Regions from separate parts of the Sus scrofa genome. Here all the other regions are linked to region 2. A link is a contact called in public Hi-C, HiChIP or PLAC-seq and promoter capture Hi-C data. All regions are on one chromosome and are shown on one strand. Each heading gives the region's core, a stretch centred on a gene start, on an enhancer-like site or on the middle of the called end of the contact. The rest is flanking DNA. Distances are from core to core; before and after follow the strand shown. Region 1 holds the start of PIGM (GPI mannosyltransferase 1). Region 2 holds the start of DUSP23 (dual specificity protein phosphatase 23). Region 3 holds the start of IGSF8 (immunoglobulin superfamily member 8). Region 4 holds the start of LOC100155243 (olfactory receptor 10J1). Region 5 holds the start of ACKR1 (atypical chemokine receptor 1 (Duffy blood group)).

Region 1 (3,570 bases), core at 689-3,188, 260 kb after region 2:
AGTATAATGAAACAAATACTGGCTTAGATTTGAGTATATTCCTCTATTTTTCTACAAAAAACCCTTGACCATCTGATAATTTCATCAGCCTTTCCATTTCCAAACTACTAGCTTTTCCTTCCCATCATGTTCCAGATAAATGAGCCCTGAGATTTCCTAAAAGGTGGACCTCAATTGAGTCCCTTTTATAGCTAAGGCAAGCATTCATTTAAATTTGTTGGAATAGTATTTTATACTCCACACTGAACTTTCACTAGAGAGCTTAGAATGCTCAAATGTTTTCTGTGGTTTTTTTTGTTTTTGTTTTTGTTTTTTTCTTTCTCAAAAGCTCTCTCTGGTCCATTCAGAACAATCAGAATATAATAGATCCAAGTCGCAGAAGAACTGGAGCATCTCTATCAGTCATATTTGGTTGTGTCTGTCCAGGGTTTCTTCTGGTAATGGGAAATAATTTGAATTAGAATATAACAGTTGATAAGGAGGAAGAACAAACCAGCTAACCAGATGAAAACAAAGGTGTTCTTTCCTTGAAACTCTAGAACATAAGCAGGAGCCAGCCATAAGGCCTGCCCTATGAACCATAACATTAGAAGGACCACAGCTCTTCTCCAAGACATCCTCACTAGTGGCATCACAAGGGGCAATAGGCAGAGGTACCAAAGAAAGTACTGGGAGGTGCAGACTTTGTTAAATGTCACAAAAATGGACGTATGTAGAAAACAACAAAAGACAAGGTCTCTGTAATACGCGAAAGACACTGCTAAAAGCAAGATTAACTGTGGCAGGAATGCAGCGATTCCCAGGGGAAAACTCCACTTGCTCTCTGCAGTCAAATACAGCATGTAGAAGTATGGAGAGAAGTTGTGGCGGATATCCCGTCTGGTCAGGTGATACAGGTAGGTGTGCTCCAAAAACTCCCAACCATATTTGTAGTAAAAACCGAAGCTCAGGGCAAAAAATGTAAGTCCAGCAACCGCTGCGAAGAGCAGCACAGCCCGATTACACAGCCTCTTCAGGAATTGGAACAAGCGAGCGTGGAAAGAATACCGGGATTGACGGAGGTCTTCTTCACGGTCGCGTTCCGGGAGTAAGTGGAGGGCTATGGGAAGGATATAGGTCACTGGATACATCTTCAAATGCACTGCGAAACCATAGAATACAGCGGCACGCGCGACGAATTTTTTTTCTATTAGGTACAAGGCCATAAGCACCAGGGAGGCGACGATCGAGTCCGCATTGCCTCGGCTGGACACCGCCATAGGTAGGGGGTTAAGAAGCCAAAAGACACAGTAACCGCAAGCCTGACGTTGGCCCAGCCCCTTAAGCAGCAGCAGACGGTATAAGAGGAAGGCGGTGAGGAGGTCGAAGCTGATGAAGAGAAACTTTCCAAAGAGTTCACTAACATAGATGTTGGGAGTGAGAAGCCACCCCAGCAGCGGTGTGTAACGGTAGGTCGCCCTCAGGTAAGGGGAGCGCCCTTCCGTCACGAAGCGCGCGGCGTCCGTGAAGACCTGGTAGTCGATGTCTGTGTACTTCACGAGCAGGGTCCGGTCCTGGAAGACCCCATAGAAAACCAGGGCCACTCGCGCAAGGAAGGCCACACCAAATACCCCGGAGGGGGACACCCGCAGGTTCAGGAACCACTCTCCCCAGTGCGTGGCCGAGCCCATGGTCTGACTGCACCACAGCAGCGCAGCCCCAAATCCAAACTGCCTTCAAAGGGACGTCTGACTCTGGCTTCCGTTCCTTGTCTCACACTATTCGTACATCTCCTACCAACTAGGCTGCTGAAACATCTCCTACAATCTCTTACCGAAACATCTGCCTAGCGACCACTTCCGACAGGAAGGCCCGCCCCCGTTTTGCTTCCGGTCGCACGGCGGGCGGTGGGTTTTCAGTGGCCTAGCGGGAGAATTACCTTCCTCTGGATTGGCTGTCTCCCTTCCGCTCGTCCTCCAGCGGGGGAGGGATTTCCGGTCCTTGAGAAAGACGACTTCCGCTTGCCGGGAGGGCAGGCGGGGGGTGGTGTTTTTACGGAGTTCCGCGAGCGTTATTTGTGAATGTCCCCTGCCCCTCACGCCTACTTCCTCAGCCCCAACTCCGTTTACAGACTGACCCCTGAAGCGGAGCGAGCTTCTAGCTGCATACCTCAGGCCTGGGCCGGAGACCCACGGGTGAAAAAACATGAGTGAAGAAAAAAAAAACCTGTTTGGTGTCTCATGCTTTACCTAGCCCTCTCTAGGGTAATCCTGGGGGGTGCGGGGAGGCGAGTTGTGGGCTATGAGGGGGCTGGGATAGGATGAATGGAAGGGGGTCCGGAGTGTATGCAATGTAGGGGACATACTTATAGGTTGATAATATTAGTTTTTTAATCTAAATTTGAATTCAGTTGGGCAGCCTGTATTTTAACCGGCTGCCCTTGGAGGGATGGGAAGGGAGAACAGGAATTTTCATAGAGTTCTTAAACTGCCATACCCTCAAGCCTCAGGGTCGTTCTATTTGCTATTCCTTCTGTAATCCTTGCCTTCCCCTCCCCTGTCGCTCCTTCAGGCCTCAACTGTTGACTCCTAAAAGCATATCCTGCTCTCAGCTCACTTTTTCATCACGCACTCAGATGCCATTCCTCCCCACTAACTGGGGGTAAACGGAAGAAGGTGGAGAGGCTGTCAGCTCACTCACGCAGACACCCCTGCCCAGTATATGTGGAGTCCTGTCCAGTGCCTGCTCTCCCACAGCTCCAAAATTCTCTTTTGGAATGAACATTCCTATATTATAATTTGTTACTGATAACTGATTTTTTTTGTTTCACTTTCCCAGTTTTCCATCAGGAGACGTTGAGTTCTTTGAGAGCAGAGATTATCTTGTTCTTTTCTGTACTTCAGGATGTAACACATGATCAGACTTGTAGTAGGCACTCAGCAAAACCTGAATTGATGTTTCGATTTTCCTCTTACCAGAATACCTCTGGAGTGGCATCCTTGGGGTGTTCCCAACTTTTCTCTTTCAAATATCCTTTATCTATCTCAAGTTCTGCCCTCTTCTCCAGTCCCCCTACTTCCATGAGTTTCTCACCAAGGACCTTAACCCATTAGCTCTTTCCCTTCTGTGGGCATTTATTCCATTTATAGTCTGCATTGTAGAATTGCTGTGTTTACTTAAGATTGTATTTGTAACCCTTTAAATAAGATTGTAAGGGTTTTGAGGTTAGGGATTATAGTTACCCTTAATTTTAGTTACTCATAACTGAATGTGCAGTGTTAGGCACATGGTAAATGTTCAATAAATACTGGCTGACTGACTTACTTGATTTTACACATTGATCCTTCTTCCTAGGGAAAGTCTTGTAGACCAGCATAAGGAGAGTAGATGACTCCATCCAGTTTGTACATTTAGCTCCCAGGACTACTTTCCATTTGTTATATAATTTATGTTTATCTTTTGGATGAACCATGTTAAGCTCACACATTGCATATTCATATTCTGATATCTCGTTGTCTTTATATGTGCCTTCGTATAATTATATGCCTTATGTTGATCATTACTTTTTTTTTTTTTTTTTTTGCTTTTTAG
Region 2 (3,855 bases), core at 1,335-3,834:
CTCTTGCCTATGCATTCGACTTATTTATTTTTCATTTATTTGACTTTTTCCTTTTCTTTTTAGGGCTGTCCCTGCAGCACATGGAAGTTCCCAGGCTATGGGTCGAATAGGAGCTGCAGTTGCCGGCCTATACCATAGCAGATCCAAGCGACATCTGTGACTTATGCTGCAACTCATGGCAACGACAGATCCTTAACCAACTGAGCGAGGGCAGGGATCAAACCTGCATCCTCATGGACACTACTTTGGGTTCTTAATCCACTGAGCCACAATAGGAACTCCTATTTAACATTTTTTTTTGGTCGCACCCATGGCATGTGGAAGTTCCCAGGCCAGGGATCAAACCTGTACCATAGCAGTGATCTAAGCCACTGCAATGACAACACCAGATCCTTAACCTGCTGCACCACAAGGGAACTCCTATTTAACATTTTTGAGTGCCATGTATCAGGCTTTGTATAAGACATGTGAAATTCAAAGATGAAACGATGCCATCCTGGCTCTGATACAAATAACCCCAATCCAATAAAATAACTGCTATCCTGGGAGTGCGTATTTATATAAGGTGCAATGGGAATACAGAAAGGCTAAATCTTCCTAAAGGTCAGGTAACATTTTACAGAAGAGAAAGGAAAGGAAGCTCAGTATTGCAGGGGGCTGGGAGCCACGAATGAAGAGGTGACACTGTTAAGTTGCAGGGGTCCTAGGCAGGAAGCCATCAGAAAGGAGTTTTTCTTTCTTTCTTTCTTTCTTTCTTTCTTTTTTTTTTTTTTTTTTTTTGGTCTTTTTAGGGCCAGATCCATGGCATATGGAGGTTCCCAGGCTAGGGGCTGAATCGGAGCTGTAGCCACTGGCCTTCACCACAGCCACAGCAACACCAGATCCAAGCTGCATCTACAACCTACACGCACAGCCCATGGCAACACTGAATCCTTAACCCACTGAGCAAGGCCAGGAATCAAACCAGCATCTTCAAGAATGCTGGTCAGATTCGTTTCCGCTGAGCCACGATGGAAACTCAGAGTTTTTCTTTCAATGTGAGGTTTCCTGGGCCCAAGACAGAAGCTCAATAGTATCCTTGTCAGTGAGACACAGACCAAGGCGGGGACCTGGGACCAAAACTGGAAGCCAGAGGCCAAGCAGCAGAGACAGGGGAGGAATTCCTACAAAAGAAGCCCAGGTGGGTGGATGGATGGACTTCGACCCCTGCAAAGGCTCACCGGGAAGCTCTGTCTCCTCCAGAAACATCTTCCCTCTGAGGATGGGCTGTGAGCTGGGTTTCAAGGAGGCCGGCAAAGGGCATAGAGTGGGTGGGGAGAGATGTGGAGGTTTTTCTCTGACAGTGGAGGGAGCCAAGAAAGGAGAGCCAGGCAAAGGAACTGAGAAAGGGTCACCCTGAAAGGAGCAAGGGCTGGGGTCTTGTCTCCAGGGGCCATGCAACCAGAAACCCCCGAGTGAGGGATTAAGAGAAGTTGCAGGGGGTTGGGGGTACAACTGGAGGCTGAAAGGCACAGTAGGAAGAGGGGAAAGGAATAACTTGGGATAGGCGAGAAAGAGTCACAGGGAGTTGTGTAGGAAATGGGAGTGCAGACAGGAAGGACTTAATCAGGGCTGTGATTGTCAGGAAGGGGAGGAAAGGGTTGATTTGACAGCTCCTGGAACGTGGGGAGAGTAGGTGCGGTAAAGCTTCAGAGTCGTCTGGGTAAAGGGTAAGTGCATTTTCCACAGGGTCAGAGCAGGCTTCAACCTTTGGGGGAAGAAAAATTCCTTTTCATTTTGCTGGAACCAAATGTGTGTCTCAGGGGGAGGTGGGGACAGAGGGAGGGAAGTCCATCTTCATGGCTAAGGAGCCGGGGCTTCGAATGACAGAGACCGTGGCTCAACCAGTCCAGCGGCTCACTAGCTATGTGTGCTTGGCCAAGGTAACCAACTTCTCTGAGCCTTAGATGACTCATGTGCAAAAGGGATACAAAAATACCTTCCCCTCTGAGGGTCTTCCAGAAAGTACCTGGCATAGGGCCTGGTACATAAGCAAATAAATTCACAAAAGTTAACTATTTTCATAATTATAATTAGTCTGCATCACTAGGAGCACATTGTTCAAATGAGGATATGAACCAGTCGGATCACAGCTAAGACATTGTGTTCACATCTAGTTCTCCACCTTTTATGAATGACAGATAAACTCAAGCTTCCCCAAGGAAGAGTGATTCAGAGCACCTGGAAATCAGGAGCTGTGAAGAGAAACTAAGAAATCCTGAAACCCGGCTAAGGGGTTTGAAGAGGGTTATGTAAAGAGGCAGTAATCTTCCATTTAACTTTAGAATACAATACCATTTTGATTCTGGAGCCAGGCTGCTCGGTTTCAAATCCGCCACTAGTCATCTCCTGGTCAAGTTCCTGGACTTCTCCAGAGCTTCAGTTTTCTCATCTGTAAGAGAGTTAATTTGCTTACCTACCTCAAAAGATTATTGACTAAATGAATAAGTTAATATATGTTAATTAAATAAGTCGTAATATATGTCAAATTAAATATGTAATTAAATAATATGTAAAGTACTTAGAATAATACCTGGCACACGGTAAATGCTCAGTTTATTGGTTCTCATGTTGTTATTATTATTTTAAATAATTACTATCCCGGGTAAGACTTCAGAGTACCAGATGGCTGCAACTCTCATTTTTAAAAACCAATTCCAGCAATGGAAAATGAGAACAGTTCCCTGTACAGATTCCCGCTTACTAGACGAGTTCATAAAATCACCAATAACGACTTGTCAGAGTCACTGAAGAGGAGGTTCCTCCCCCCAAAGCGGATGTAGATTTGCCATCTCATAAACCCTTGGGCATCCAATCTTGAAGACAGTAAGACAAGGACAGGCCCTTGGGCAGCAGGGAAGCTGGTCAGTGATGCAATAACGCCCTTCCACCGCCAGGGAGCAGCAGAGCCTGACCCCGGGCTCCTTACTCCACAGCAAACAATTCTGAATTCTCTCTAGGTTTTCCTGCTTGGCTGTTTGCATGGTCCACCAATCTCCAAGCGCACCGCAGCAGTAATCCCGCCCATTATTGATCATCCAGCCAATCAACTGGTGTCCTGCTTGGGGCCAGACCGGATCGCTCCTCTCAGTCTTCCGAGCTCAGCGTTCAGCGCCCTAGCCCCGCCCCTCAAGTGGCTCCACCAATCCCCCGCGGCGGAGCAGGGCGCACCCTAGGTCGAGTCCTGGAGACCACGTGGTCCCAGGAGGCGCCAGTGTTTGGTAGGCGGAGAGTTACCAGGCCCACGGACCGGAAGGGGGGGAGGGCGGAGCGGGACCGGCCGGCCTCGCCCCCTATGATCAGCTGTCTTGTGCCCTCTCCTAGCCATGGTCGTGCAGCCCCCCAACTTCTCGTGGGTGCTCCCCGGCCGGCTGGCGGGGCTGGCGCTGCCCCGGCTCCCCGCGCACTACCAGTTCCTGCTGGACCAGGGTGTACGGCACTTGGTGTCACTGACGGAACGCGGGCCTCCGCACCACGACAGCTGCCCCGGCCTCACCCTGCACCGACTGCGCATTCCAGACTTCTGCCCGCCAGGCCCAGAGCAGATTGACCGCTTCGTGCAGATCGTGGACGAGGCCAATGCCCGGGGAGAGGTCAGTGGGCGGGGTCAGCGCAGGGAGGGAGGGGCCTGGGAGGGGTCAGCGAGGACACGGGCAAAGCAGGGGAGGTCGCGGAAAGAGACTGGAGGAAGACCGGCTGACGGGGACAGAAAACAGGTGCAACCTAGACAAACGCGGAGGAGGGAGGGGTAAATGGAGAAAAGGAGATGAGTATAGAAAACGAAGAACCCCATAACGTGAGTTGACAGGCTTGGAA
Region 3 (3,660 bases), core at 164-2,663, 330 kb after region 2:
AACCAGGCTGTGCAGCTCCTTCCTCTGTACCTCCTCCTGCCTCCCCCAAGGAGACGACTCATTCTAGTCCCATAGGACCCAGGGACCTATGTCGTACAGGGAGGCTGCTCGGCACTGTGATAGAGCTCTGATCTAGAAACAAGTGGCTGGGGCTACGTCAGCCTCTGCGGTAACTATGGCAGCTCCGAATCCTGGCACCAAAGCCACCCCCCCAACCCCGTGCTCTTATTTCAAGGGTCTCAGTTTCCTGAACATCTGTACAAGCAGTCTCACGGTACTCCTCCCCAGACTGCCCCTACAGGGAGCCTCCTCCAGTTCAGGCCCAAAACATTTCCACCGGCACTGCCTGCATGCATCTGTGCAGCAATGGCCCAGGACACCCCACCGAGAACACGCACAACAGCCACAAGGGCGCTTGGAGATCTCAGCATCAGTCTCCACAGAGCCTGTTTTCTCCAGAGGCAGAGAAGCTGGGACTAAGAGGGTGTGACAACCAGTGGGAGGCTACAGACCCAAGGGACATCTAGGAGAGGAAAAGAGGGGCAAAGGGAGACCTGGTCCAGGATAGAGATGGAACTGCCCTCAACTTTTGATGAAGTTGAGGTGGGGGATGCAATTAGGGGAGACTTCCTTCAAAGAGCGTGGGCAGAACCCGCCCCTGGGCCTCCAGCCAACTCAGGCAATTACGGAGATGGGCAGGCACTGCCTACGCAGGCGAGCTTCAGGCTGGGCCTGGAGCTGAGTGTGAGGCGGTGGAGTCGCAGCATTTGGGCGCAGCGACCCCAAGACCTGAGCATGCCAGCTAAGAAGTGGGACCTGCTCCTCTGAGGCCAGGAGGTCCCTGGGGGTGGCACCTCTTTGGGTTCTCACTGTGCCCCAGCCCAGGGCCTAGAACTGGGGGAGCCTTCAATCCCCGCCTGCCACCCCACTCGCCGCCCGCCCCAAGACTGGCTCGGCCGGCGGCCTCACAGGGCAGCTAAGCGCCAGGCCCGGCGAGGCTGATGGAGAGGCGGGTGCGAGGGGCTCCGAAGTGCTGGGGAGTCGGGCAGGATTGGACACCAGGTAGCAGGCACCTGCCGGGCGGGGCTGGGAGCCGGGCTTACCCAGCATTAGCAGCAGCAGCGGCGGCGGCGGCGGCTTGGGACCGAGGGCGCCCATCCTGCGCAACGAGCTCTGGGGAGGCTCTGGGGGGCGGCTCGGGTTCTGGGTGGCCGGGGGCTCAGGGGGCGCATGCCCGGGTGAGGGGCACCAAGCGGAGCAGCGAGGCGTGGGTGCGCGGAGCTGAGCGGAGCGGAGCGGGAGCAGCCTAGGCCCCTCCTTTTTCCCTCCTCCCCCTGCCCTTCCTCCTCCTACTGCTGTGCCTCCAGCCTCTGCAACTGGAAAGACCATTCCCGCCCGGCCTTACCCAGGCTCCGCCCCGACCTCGGCTCCCGCCCCCGCCTAGCCCCGCCCGGGTCCCCAATCCCGCCCCGACCCCTCCAGACCCTGGCCCCGCTCAGATCCCTGGGTGTGTCTGGACCCTAGTCCTGGACCTCCGCCCGGACTCCGCCCGCCCCCGTTCAGGCTCCGCCCCGCTATCCAGCTCCTCCCTGACCCCGATCCAGGCCCGCCCCCCTGGGTCCTGGCTCCGCCCCGACCCCAGCCCACGGAAGCCGGCTGCACCTGGGTTTAGCCACATCCACGTCAGCTTGGCAGGTTGTACTCGTACCCTGCACTTTTCGGCTTTTCCCTGAGGATTTGGGTGCAGGGGCCCCTGGGGTCAATGAGGTGACTGCGGCTGCACACTTAGAATCAAGCTCTTTTCCCGGAGCCTCTACGCCTCGCGGCCAACCCTGCCGAAATGGGGAAGGGCGGGACCTTGGAGTTATGGAACTAGGAGGATCTGGGCTCAAGGACGCTCCATGGCTTCGCAAGGTCACTGGAGACCTGTTTGCCACCCCCTCGGGGCAGAACCAGAGGAAGTGAGTTAGAAGGGTTGGCCGGCTGGGTTCCGTCACTTCCTGGTTGGCGATCCTAGTCAAGTTGCTCAACCTCCTCCAGCCTGTTTTCATGTTGGCAAATTGAAGTGGATGACGTCCACCCCAAAGGATTTTTGTGACGTTAATTGAGATAATGTACCAAGGTGCTTGGCACAGGATAACACTAAATAGGAGATGGGGGGGGTTGAATTATTTAAACTGTTGCTGTGAGGTTTAGTTCAGACCGAAAGAGAGGGTGAGCTTGGGGTTTAAGCGAAGGAGCCCCTAGGTCCAGTGAAGAGAAATGGACAGCACTCTGCACTGGGAGGAGTGGGGCCTGCCCCAGAGGTGGGAGGTTGGAAAAGACTTCTTTCCTGGGAACTCTGTCTCTTCCTCAACTATAAAAAAGTGGGGGAGTTCCTGTTGTGGTGCAGTGGAAACGAATCCGACTAGGAGCCATGAGGCTGTGGGTTCGATCCCTGGCCTCTCTCAGTGGGTTGAGGATCTGGCATTGCCATGAGCTGTGGTGTAGGTCGAAGATGCGGCTTGGATCTGATGTTGCTGTGGCTGTGGTATAGGCCAGCAGCTGTAGCTCGGATTGGACCCCTAGCCTGGGAACCTCCATATGCTGTGGGTGCAACCCTAAAAAGCTAAAAAAAAAAGGGATGTGGGGAGGATCTGGAAGGGTGGGGTCAGAAAGGGGAAAGGGACAGCCAGGATGTCCAAGTGGCCATCCACAGGGACTAACCCCAGAGCTTTCATCCTCAAACTTCCATCTGTCCCCACTCATCCCCCAACCCTTTCACTCACTCCGATTTACAGAAGAGGAAACAGGCCCCGAGAGAGGAAGTGGCCCAAGGCAGACCAGATCTTCCTTGACTTTCTCTTCCCTGATCCTGGCACAGTGCCCGATGAGATGAGGTGCTCAGTTGAAGCCATATTCAAGAATCCTGGAGAGGAGTTCCCATTATGGCTTGGTGGTTAACAAATCCGACTATGAACCATGAGGTTGTGGGTTCGATCCCTGGCCCTGCTCAGTGGGTTAAGGATCCGGCATTGCCATAAGCTGTGGTGTAGGTTGCAGACGTGGCTCCGATCCCGCGTTGCTGTGGCTCTGGCGTGGGCTTGGCAGCTACAGCTCCAGTTAGACCCCTAGCCTGGGAACCTCCATATGCCGCTGATGCAGCCCTAGAAAAGGCAAAAAAACAAAAAAAAAAAAAAAGAATCCTGGAGAGACCAGAGAAATTCTGAATCAAAATGCTGTCAACCCTTGAGGGAATCAGAGGTCCCCCCTCCCCTCTCAATACTTCTAGGAATGGCCTAGGAACAGGACTCCAGGGTCTCTTTTTCCCCCTATTTTGGCATACCTGCAGCCTGATTTCTCCAGATTCATTTCTTTTAAGCTCATCCACAGGCCAGATTGAGCTGTGTGAAAGCCGAAAAGTGTAGGGAAGCGTTTGGAGGAAAGTCACTCTCCCTTTATTTAGGGGTGGAGTGGACATAATGCCTTCGTGATGCTTGAGAGATGAGAGATGTTGCCCATCTTCATCATCATCATAGATGCCACTTATGGGACATGCTGATCTTAAAAATAAAATAACAAGCTCTTGGAGTTCCCATCGTGGCTCAGTGGTTAACGAATCCAACTAGGAACCATGAGATTGTGGGTTCGATCGCTGGCCCTGCTCAGTGGGTTAAGGAT
Region 4 (3,413 bases), core at 812-3,311, 290 kb before region 2:
TCTGGCCTACAGCTGGGGCCAAGGGAGCCCAACACTTTCAGCTTTGCTCCTCAGCCTCCCCCAGCTCAGCTCTTCTGTTGCACCTCAGCGCCAGGCAGTCATATGTAAGTGTTCTTTAGAAAAGGGGCTGAAATGGGGCTTAGTGCTCGTGGGCTAAATTTAATTTATTGCAGTATAACAGCTCTCGCCACAGCTGGGGAAGGTCTTCATAAGGTTGTGTTTGCTCTTCCTTTCCTTGGAAGAATTATTGGGTCCCCAGGGCAGAGGATGCTAACCGGGTGATAGCAGCCATACTTCTACCTCAAGACAGATAGACTTCAGCCAGATTGGACGTCGCTCTAGCATAGGATTTCTCAGGAGAAGCCCTGCTGGAATTTCGAATAGGACAATTTTCCCTTGGATGGGAATATCACATGTATTGCAGGACACAAAGAACCATTAATTGTAAGCAGCACCCATGTTCATCATTATCACAATCAAAAGCTCTGACACACATTTTTTATTTCATGGTAGAGGTGCCACCCTGCCCCATGGCTGGACCACTGCCTAGTTTATGCCTAGGGGCCGCACAGAAGATAAATGTCTTTAGCCACATATTTGAGTGTCAAATGATTTTCCCTATTGGGAAATATTTTCTGTTGTACCTTTACTCTCTTTTAGCTTTCCTAGTATAAATGATTAATAGCTGGTTGCCACCGTCTCTTAAATAATTTTTTATAAACTTGAAGGAGGTCTCTATGCCTACTAACCTTCACCACTGATGTGATTTACTTTATGCAAAAAGGCTTTTTCTGAATATGCATAAGGAAATCAGAATATAATTTAAACACCCTCCAGGAGCTTACTGTCTAAAGGGACAAAAATGTGAAATATTACATGAATTGGGCTGAGCTCCATCCTTCCACAAAATGATGTATCTTTCATGTAATTCTATTCTTTATATTCAGGGTCTGCATTTGCTTTAGATGAGGGACACTTGAGTTTGCTGCATCTGCCCTGGTACAACTGTTTACCTCTGCAGAACAGGTGTATGCCTACTTACAACATGGTATGGGCTGTAAATTTGCCTTATAGTTAGAGAAGATGAAGACATAGCATAGTTTACACTATATGTGAGTCAGGGCTGTGAAGTGCCCGTCAACTTCCATCATTCAGACAGCCATGGGGAGAAGACATAATTGGTTAAGAGTCACCTTTTCCTTCCTGAAAACAGGATGAACCTTTCTGTGTCTGCTTTGCTACTGCTTCCTAAATGATGTGGAAGCGGATGACTCACAGTCTTGAAATAAAAGAAGTCTCCAGTCAGTCCCTAAACAAAGTGTTCTCAAGCATCAAATTCATACATACATCATCTTGAGCTCGTGAGACATACAGACATAAAAGGTATAAAGCCAAAGAATGTTTGTACTGAGGAGGGCTGACAATAATCCAAATAAACACGAAAATTTCAGAGTAAAACATGTGTTGATGGAAGCTTTGAAGAATAAGGATGATTTTTTTTTTTTTTTTTTTTTTTTGTCTTTTGTCTTTTCAGGGCCGCACCTGCAGCATATGGAAGTTCCCAGGCTAGGGGTCGAATCGGAGCTGTAGCCACCAGCCTACACCAGAGCCACAGCAACTTGGGATCCGAGCTGTGTCTGCAACCTACATCACAGCTCATGGCAACGCCAGATCCTTAACCCACTGAGCAAGGCCAGGGATCGAAGCTGCAACCTCAGTCCCCGGTGGGATTCATTTCCGATGCACCACGACGGGAACTCCAAGATGATTTAAATAAGAGGAAGAAGGAGTTCCCATTATGGCTCAGCAGAAATGAATCTGACTACCATCCATTAGGACACAGGTTGCATCCCTGGCCTCACTCAGTGGGTTAAGGATCCAGCGTTGCCGTGAGCTGTGGTGTAGGTTGCAGACACAGCTCAGATCCCATGTTGCTATGATTGTGGCGTAGACTAGCAGCTACAGCTCTGATTTCACCCCTAGCCTGGGAACCTCCACATGCTGCGGGTGCAGCCCTAAAAAGACCAAAAAAAAAAAAAAAAAAAAAAAAAGGTCTTCCACATGACAAGGAGAAAGAGTAACTTTAAATGGGAATGCACATAATTATATAGTGGGGGGGGGAAAGCTTTTATGATTCTGGGATGCCTTGCATAGGAAATTTTAACAGAGGGCTACAGAACAAAAATATTTTAAGCAGAATTAAGTAAACCCAGGGATTAGCTTTAATCCACTGGGAACAAATTCAATCAATTTCAGAACTGTGATTAAACTGCTTTCCTGAAATCATGTAACTTTCATTCTTCTACATTTCAGATTTAGTGGCCACTCAATGAAGAGAGAGAATCACACTCTCACCACTGAGTTTTCTCTCCAAGGTTTCTCCAGCTTCCAAGAGCACCAGCTCACTCTTTTTGTGGTGTTTCTTGCACTGTACATCTTAACCCTCGCAGGTAATATAGTCATCGTGACAATTATCCACATTGATCATCATCTCCACACTCCCATGTACTTCTTCCTCAGCATGCTGTCCACTTCGGAGACTATATACACATTGGTCATTCTCCCAAGGATGCTGGCCAGCCTTGTGGGTGTGAGCCAGTCCATCTCATTGGCAGGTTGTGCCACACAGATGTTCCTGTTTGTAACCTTTGGGATCACTAACTGCTTCCTGCTGACAGCAATGGGGTATGACCACTACGTGGCCATTTGCAATCCCCTGAGATACACGGTCATGATGAACAAGAGGGTGTGCGTCCAGCTGGTGGGGGGGGCCTGCAGCATTGGGCTGATTGTGGCCATGACACAGGTGACATCTGTCTTCAGGTTACCTTTCTGTGCTGCAAAGGTGGCCCACTTCTTCTGTGACATTCACCCTGTGATGAAGCTCTCCTGCATCGACACCACTGTCAATGAGATCCTGACGCTGATCATCAGTGTTTTGGTGCTGGTGGTGCCGATGGCTCTGGTTTTCATCTCCTACGTCCTCATCATCTCCACCATCCTCAAGATCGCCTCAGCCGAGGGCCGGCAGAAAGCCTTTGCCACATGTGCCTCCCACCTCACTGTGGTCGTTGTCCACTATGGCTGTGCCTCCATTGCCTACCTCAAGCCCAAGTCAGAGAACACCAAGGATCAGGACCAGCTGATCTCAGTCACCTACACTGTCATCACCCCCCTACTGAACCCTGTGGTGTACACCCTGAGGAACAAAGAAGTCAAGGATGCTTTGTTGCGGGTCATTGGCAGGAAGCTTTCCTGACAACTTGGGAGCTGTTCTTCTGAGGCTCCGAGCACCTACTCTAAGCAGGAACATGAGGGGTAGAGCCACATGTCCTTAGCTGCCAGAGACCTGGCCCAGAAGGAGGCAGTGAAGAGAGGAACAGTAACAGCATTCAACTGGGAGCCTGAGCGCT
Region 5 (3,695 bases), core at 396-2,895, 500 kb before region 2:
CTGGCCAGGTGTCTCTGTATGGAAACCACGTAACTCTCCAAGGGAGAGAAGTGCGTTCACCCCTTTGGGCCGGGTCCTTGCTGTCTAGAAAGTTTGGGATGGGGCATCGGACTGTTCCCTGACGCCCTCTGCTGGCGGAGCTGGAGAAGGAGGCGCGCCCCCAGCATCATCCCAGGATGCTCCAGCAGACCCCCCAAGCTCCCTTTCTAGCCTCTGTCATGTTGAACCTGAAACAGGAGCGCCTATCCTGGGAGAAAAGGGGGCCATCTCCGCTAGGGAGCCATCCCTCTGCCCTTTGGCTTCCCCACTCCACCTCCAGGCGCCCCTCCATGCACAGGAAAAGCCCTTGGCAGAATGGGCACCAGCTCATCCCCAGCTTTCTCATCAAATGAAATAGCGTCGCCTAACCAACCCTCTATCTCATCTCATCCTTTCAACTCAGACACTCCGTGACTCGCCTCTTCCAGAGTCCAGGCGGAGGCTCCCCAAGTCAGGAAATAAAATGCAGGGTAGAGGCGGGAGGGAACCAAACAGCAGAGATCTTGTGAAAGCAGCGGGATGGTAGGGGGAAGGGGCTAAAAAGCAGAGAACAGCAGCTTAGGGGGAGCCTCCTGCCAGGTCCACTCCCTTTCTCCCTGCCAGCTGGGGGGACATAAAGTTCTTCTCCTCCACTGCAAGAAGCTTTACATCTTGCTGAGACACCAGGCCAATGTAGCAGTTCCAGAGACTTTATGTCCCCCAACAGAAATGTGAATGGAGATTACCCCATAGACAACAGTCCCATTATAAAATATTGTCCCATTGTCCCCCAGAGCCTGCTTTAACCTGTCACATCATGTGTTCTGCTTGGTATGGGAGATACACCCAATGTGCCCATAGATGGCTGGGCAAATGCCCAGTCACTCCCTGAAGTAGCTTCATTATGCAGCCTCGACAGCTGTCCCCCAGTCCTCCCTCGTCTCACACCCAAACACCCAGACCTGGAGATCAGCAGTACACACACCCTGATCCCTGCCTAAACCTAAAACTCAGATACGCTCCACATACTATACAACACACAGCCACACAGAGAAATAAGAACATTCTTACACCCGGACCAATACACAAAGCCCCCATCTGCATACCAATGGCTCAGGTTGTCGGCATCACATGGGTCCAGCCACAACCACCACCAACACTCCCTCCCACAAACACTGCTTTTGGACTATCTTTTCTTGGACCAAGTTCAAGGGAATGGAGAATCAGGGAGAGATGTAAGCTGCCCTTTCCCTCCAATTTCCCAGCACGTCTCTTGTCTCTGGCTCACACTTCACCTCTGGCCCCCTCTTCCTTCCTTGTGCTTGAAGAATCCCTTCTTGCTGGAAAACCCCCTGGCCTCTCAGCCTCTTTTCCCACCTTTGGGAAAATACCTACTTTCTGGTCCCCACCTTTTTCCTTTCCCGAGTACAGGCCCCCACTGGCAGAATCCAACCTCAAAACAGGAAGCCCTGGAGCCAGTGCCCCCAAGTTGTTCTGAGGCTCCCAGCAGGCAGTGGGCGTGAGGTAAAGACTTCCTGAATGCATCCCCCACCCCCAGCCCACCCCTTGGCCCTGCCCAGAGCCCATGGCCTTCATTAGCCCCTGGCACTTATCTTGGAACCACACCCCTGACAAAAGGATCCCAGCCCTTCTCTCTGCCGGCCCTGAGCCCAGCTGTGTCATGGGGAACTGTCTGCACCCGGTGAGTGTGGGGTTGAGCCCACCAGCCCCCATTCTCTGCCCCCTACTGCCCCTTCTGTCTGCCCCTAAGTCTGTACACCTCTCTCCTTCCCCCTTTGCCTCTCACCCTTGTTTTCCCTTCTCCCCTTACCCAGTCTCCTAGGCACCCCCATCATTTGCTTCCTCATTGGTTTCATCAGTTCTATCCAGGACCCCACCTCCCCTGGCCCCCCCAGTCCTGGTCTGATCCTCTCATTGCTTCTCTCTGACTCTTTTTCCTCCTGAGTCGCCCTGCCTTGTCCTCCCCCACCATCCCCTCTGCACCTGGTTCTCCCAAGCCCCCCCTTTTCCCACCATCCTTCTTTTCCACCTCTTGCCCTGAGTTCCCTGGAGTCTCTTCCATGGGGTGACTTGATGCTCTTATTGTCCCTTTTGAGGATGCCCGCCAGGTGGCTGGGGAAAATTCTACTTTTGAATTTGAAGAGGAGATGTGGGATGAATTCCTTGAGTCCTACAGTACAGACTATAACTACACCAACTTGGAAGCAGCTGCCCCCTGCCACTCCTGTAGCCTGCTTGACTACTCCTCGCGGCCCTTCTTCATCCTCGCCAGTATCCTGGGCACCCTGGCGAGTGGCGCTGTCCTCTATCTGCTGCTCAGACCTCTGTCCCGCTGGCGGCTCCAGCAGGACCGGTCTGTCCTGGTACAGTTGGCAGTGGGCAGCGCCCTCTTCAGCATCGTGCTGCCGGTCCTGACTCCGGAGCTGAGTGGAGCCGCCATCGCCTCCCTGTGCCACCTGGCCCACTTGGTGTCCTACAGCTCCGCCTTTGCCCAAGCTCTGCTGATAGGGAGCCAAGCCTGCCTGGGCCCCATGCTGGATGCAGGCCAGATCCCAGGCCTCAGGCTGGGGATCACTGTGGGACTTTGGGGAGGGGCTGCCCTACTGTCACTGCCAATCACCCTGGCCAGTGACACATCCCATGGGTTCTGCACCCCGACATTTAGTGGAAGTTGGGAAATTTTGCGGTATATCCACGCTGCTGCTTGTCTTGCCATCTTTGTCTTGTTGCCCCTGGGCTTGTTGGGAGCCAAGGGGCTGAAGAAGGTGCTGGGTGGGGGGCCCTGTCCCTGGGTTAATATCCTGTGGGTCTGGTTCATTTTCTGGTGGCCTCAGGGCATAATGCTGGGACTAGACTCCCTCGTGAGGTCCAGGGCCTTGCTGTTGTCATCATGTGTGGCCCAGCAGGCCCTGGACCAGCTGCTGGACCTGGCGGAAGCCCTGGCCATTCTGCACTGTGTGGCTACACCCCTGCTCCTGGCCTGGGTCTGCTACCAGGCCATGCACACCTCCCCGCCCTCCCTGCCTCTCTCGGCAAAAGAGTCTGCTCATCTGGACACCCTTGGAGGCAAATCCTCGCTCTCTTACCACCTGTCAACCTGAATTAAAGTCTCCGCTGTTTTTATGAAGCTGGCGGTTTCTTATTTTGTCTGGGGATGTAGAGGAGAGGGAGGAGAATGGAGAGAGAGAGACATTTTCACGCCAGACTTTCCTGCCAGCGTCTGGTTCTCTAGCTGGCCTGGGGAGAAAGTGAATGATGTGCAAACATCCTCCGGGCACACAGATGTTCTCTTGAGGTGTGGGGTTACTGCCATCTCAAGCGGGAAGATTGGTGGGGGTTGGGGGGGGAACTAGAATATGAGCAGAGCTGCTAAACCTAAAAAACTCCAAGAGATGGCTTAGCAAGTAAAGAAAGAAGAGAAGCTGCCGCAGAGAGGAAATGAAATTGCAGAGAAGTTGGAGAGAGAAAAACAGGGAAGAATGAAATTGAGCCCAGAGCATGACCCCCCCTCCCCTTGCCGTACCCCCACCCCCATCCCTGCCAGGCCTGTCCAGCCTTCCTCTCTGCCTTCTGCCTGCCTTCCCTCTCCCTGTTGGCTTTGCTTAGAGATGGGGGGTGGGAGGAAGGTTGAGGGAAGGTGGAGAGAAGCAATCTAA

What was found. Promoter capture Hi-C pulls out the DNA fragments that hold promoters and counts their contacts. A called contact is a pair of places that touch in the nucleus more often than the background predicts. HiChIP or PLAC-seq counts read pairs in DNA pulled down with a chosen protein or histone mark.
Region 1: a promoter capture Hi-C map of liver shows a contact between it and region 2, with 4 times the contacts expected there. The contact joins the promoter of PIGM here to the promoter of DUSP23 in region 2. A contact is called at or near these places in 3 of 5 promoter capture datasets (fetal liver, fetal skeletal muscle and liver), 1 of 47 Hi-C or Micro-C datasets (blood) and 2 of 2 datasets of contacts at active chromatin or transcription factors (alveolar macrophages and skeletal muscle).
Region 3: a Hi-C map of liver shows a contact between it and region 2, with 5 times the contacts expected there. The contact joins the promoter of IGSF8 here to the promoter of DUSP23 in region 2. A contact is called at or near these places in 1 of 5 promoter capture datasets (liver) and 2 of 47 Hi-C or Micro-C datasets (heart right ventricle and liver).
Region 4: an H3K27ac HiChIP or PLAC-seq map of skeletal muscle shows a contact between it and region 2, with 5 times the contacts expected there. The contact joins the promoter of LOC100155243 here to the promoter of DUSP23 in region 2. A contact is called at or near these places in 2 of 5 promoter capture datasets (fetal liver and liver), 2 of 47 Hi-C or Micro-C datasets (liver and retroperitoneal adipose tissue) and 1 of 2 datasets of contacts at active chromatin or transcription factors (skeletal muscle).
Region 5: a promoter capture Hi-C map of fetal liver shows a contact between it and region 2, with 3 times the contacts expected there. The contact joins the promoter of ACKR1 here to the promoter of DUSP23 in region 2. A contact is called at or near these places in 2 of 5 promoter capture datasets (fetal liver and liver), 5 of 47 Hi-C or Micro-C datasets (embryonic fibroblasts, epiblast stem cells, mesenteric adipose tissue and 2 more) and 2 of 2 datasets of contacts at active chromatin or transcription factors (alveolar macrophages and skeletal muscle).

Annotation. Positions count from the first base shown.
Region 1 is chr4:90,459,875-90,463,444 of Sscrofa11.1, reverse strand. PIGM (GPI mannosyltransferase 1) reads right to left here and starts at 1,938. Exons shown (of 1, transcript XM_003355104.4): 1 at 1-1,938. The coding sequence starts at 1,670. The coding sequence ends at 399.
Region 2 is chr4:90,721,404-90,725,258 of Sscrofa11.1, reverse strand. DUSP23 (dual specificity protein phosphatase 23) reads left to right here and starts at 2,584. Exons shown (of 2, transcript XM_021089591.1): 1 at 2,584-3,632. The coding sequence starts at 3,366. LOC110260311 (a long non-coding RNA gene) reads right to left here and starts at 2,907. Exons shown (of 4, transcript XR_002343382.1): 1 at 2,573-2,907; 2 at 2,335-2,431.
Region 3 is chr4:90,391,367-90,395,026 of Sscrofa11.1, reverse strand. It overlaps IGSF8 (immunoglobulin superfamily member 8), which reads right to left and starts at 1,413. Exons shown (of 7, transcript XM_003481424.4): 1 at 1,104-1,413. The coding sequence starts at 1,389.
Region 4 is chr4:91,015,393-91,018,805 of Sscrofa11.1, reverse strand. LOC100155243 (olfactory receptor 10J1) reads left to right here and starts at 2,061. Exons shown (of 1, transcript XM_001929130.2): 1 at 2,061-3,413. The coding sequence starts at 2,330. The coding sequence ends at 3,259. The region is part of intron 1 of LOC100520241 (olfactory receptor 10J1-like); the gene reads right to left.
Region 5 is chr4:91,223,560-91,227,254 of Sscrofa11.1, reverse strand. ACKR1 (atypical chemokine receptor 1 (Duffy blood group)) reads left to right here and starts at 1,645. Exons shown (of 2, transcript NM_001244095.1): 1 at 1,645-1,720; 2 at 2,136-3,166. The coding sequence starts at 1,700. The coding sequence ends at 3,140.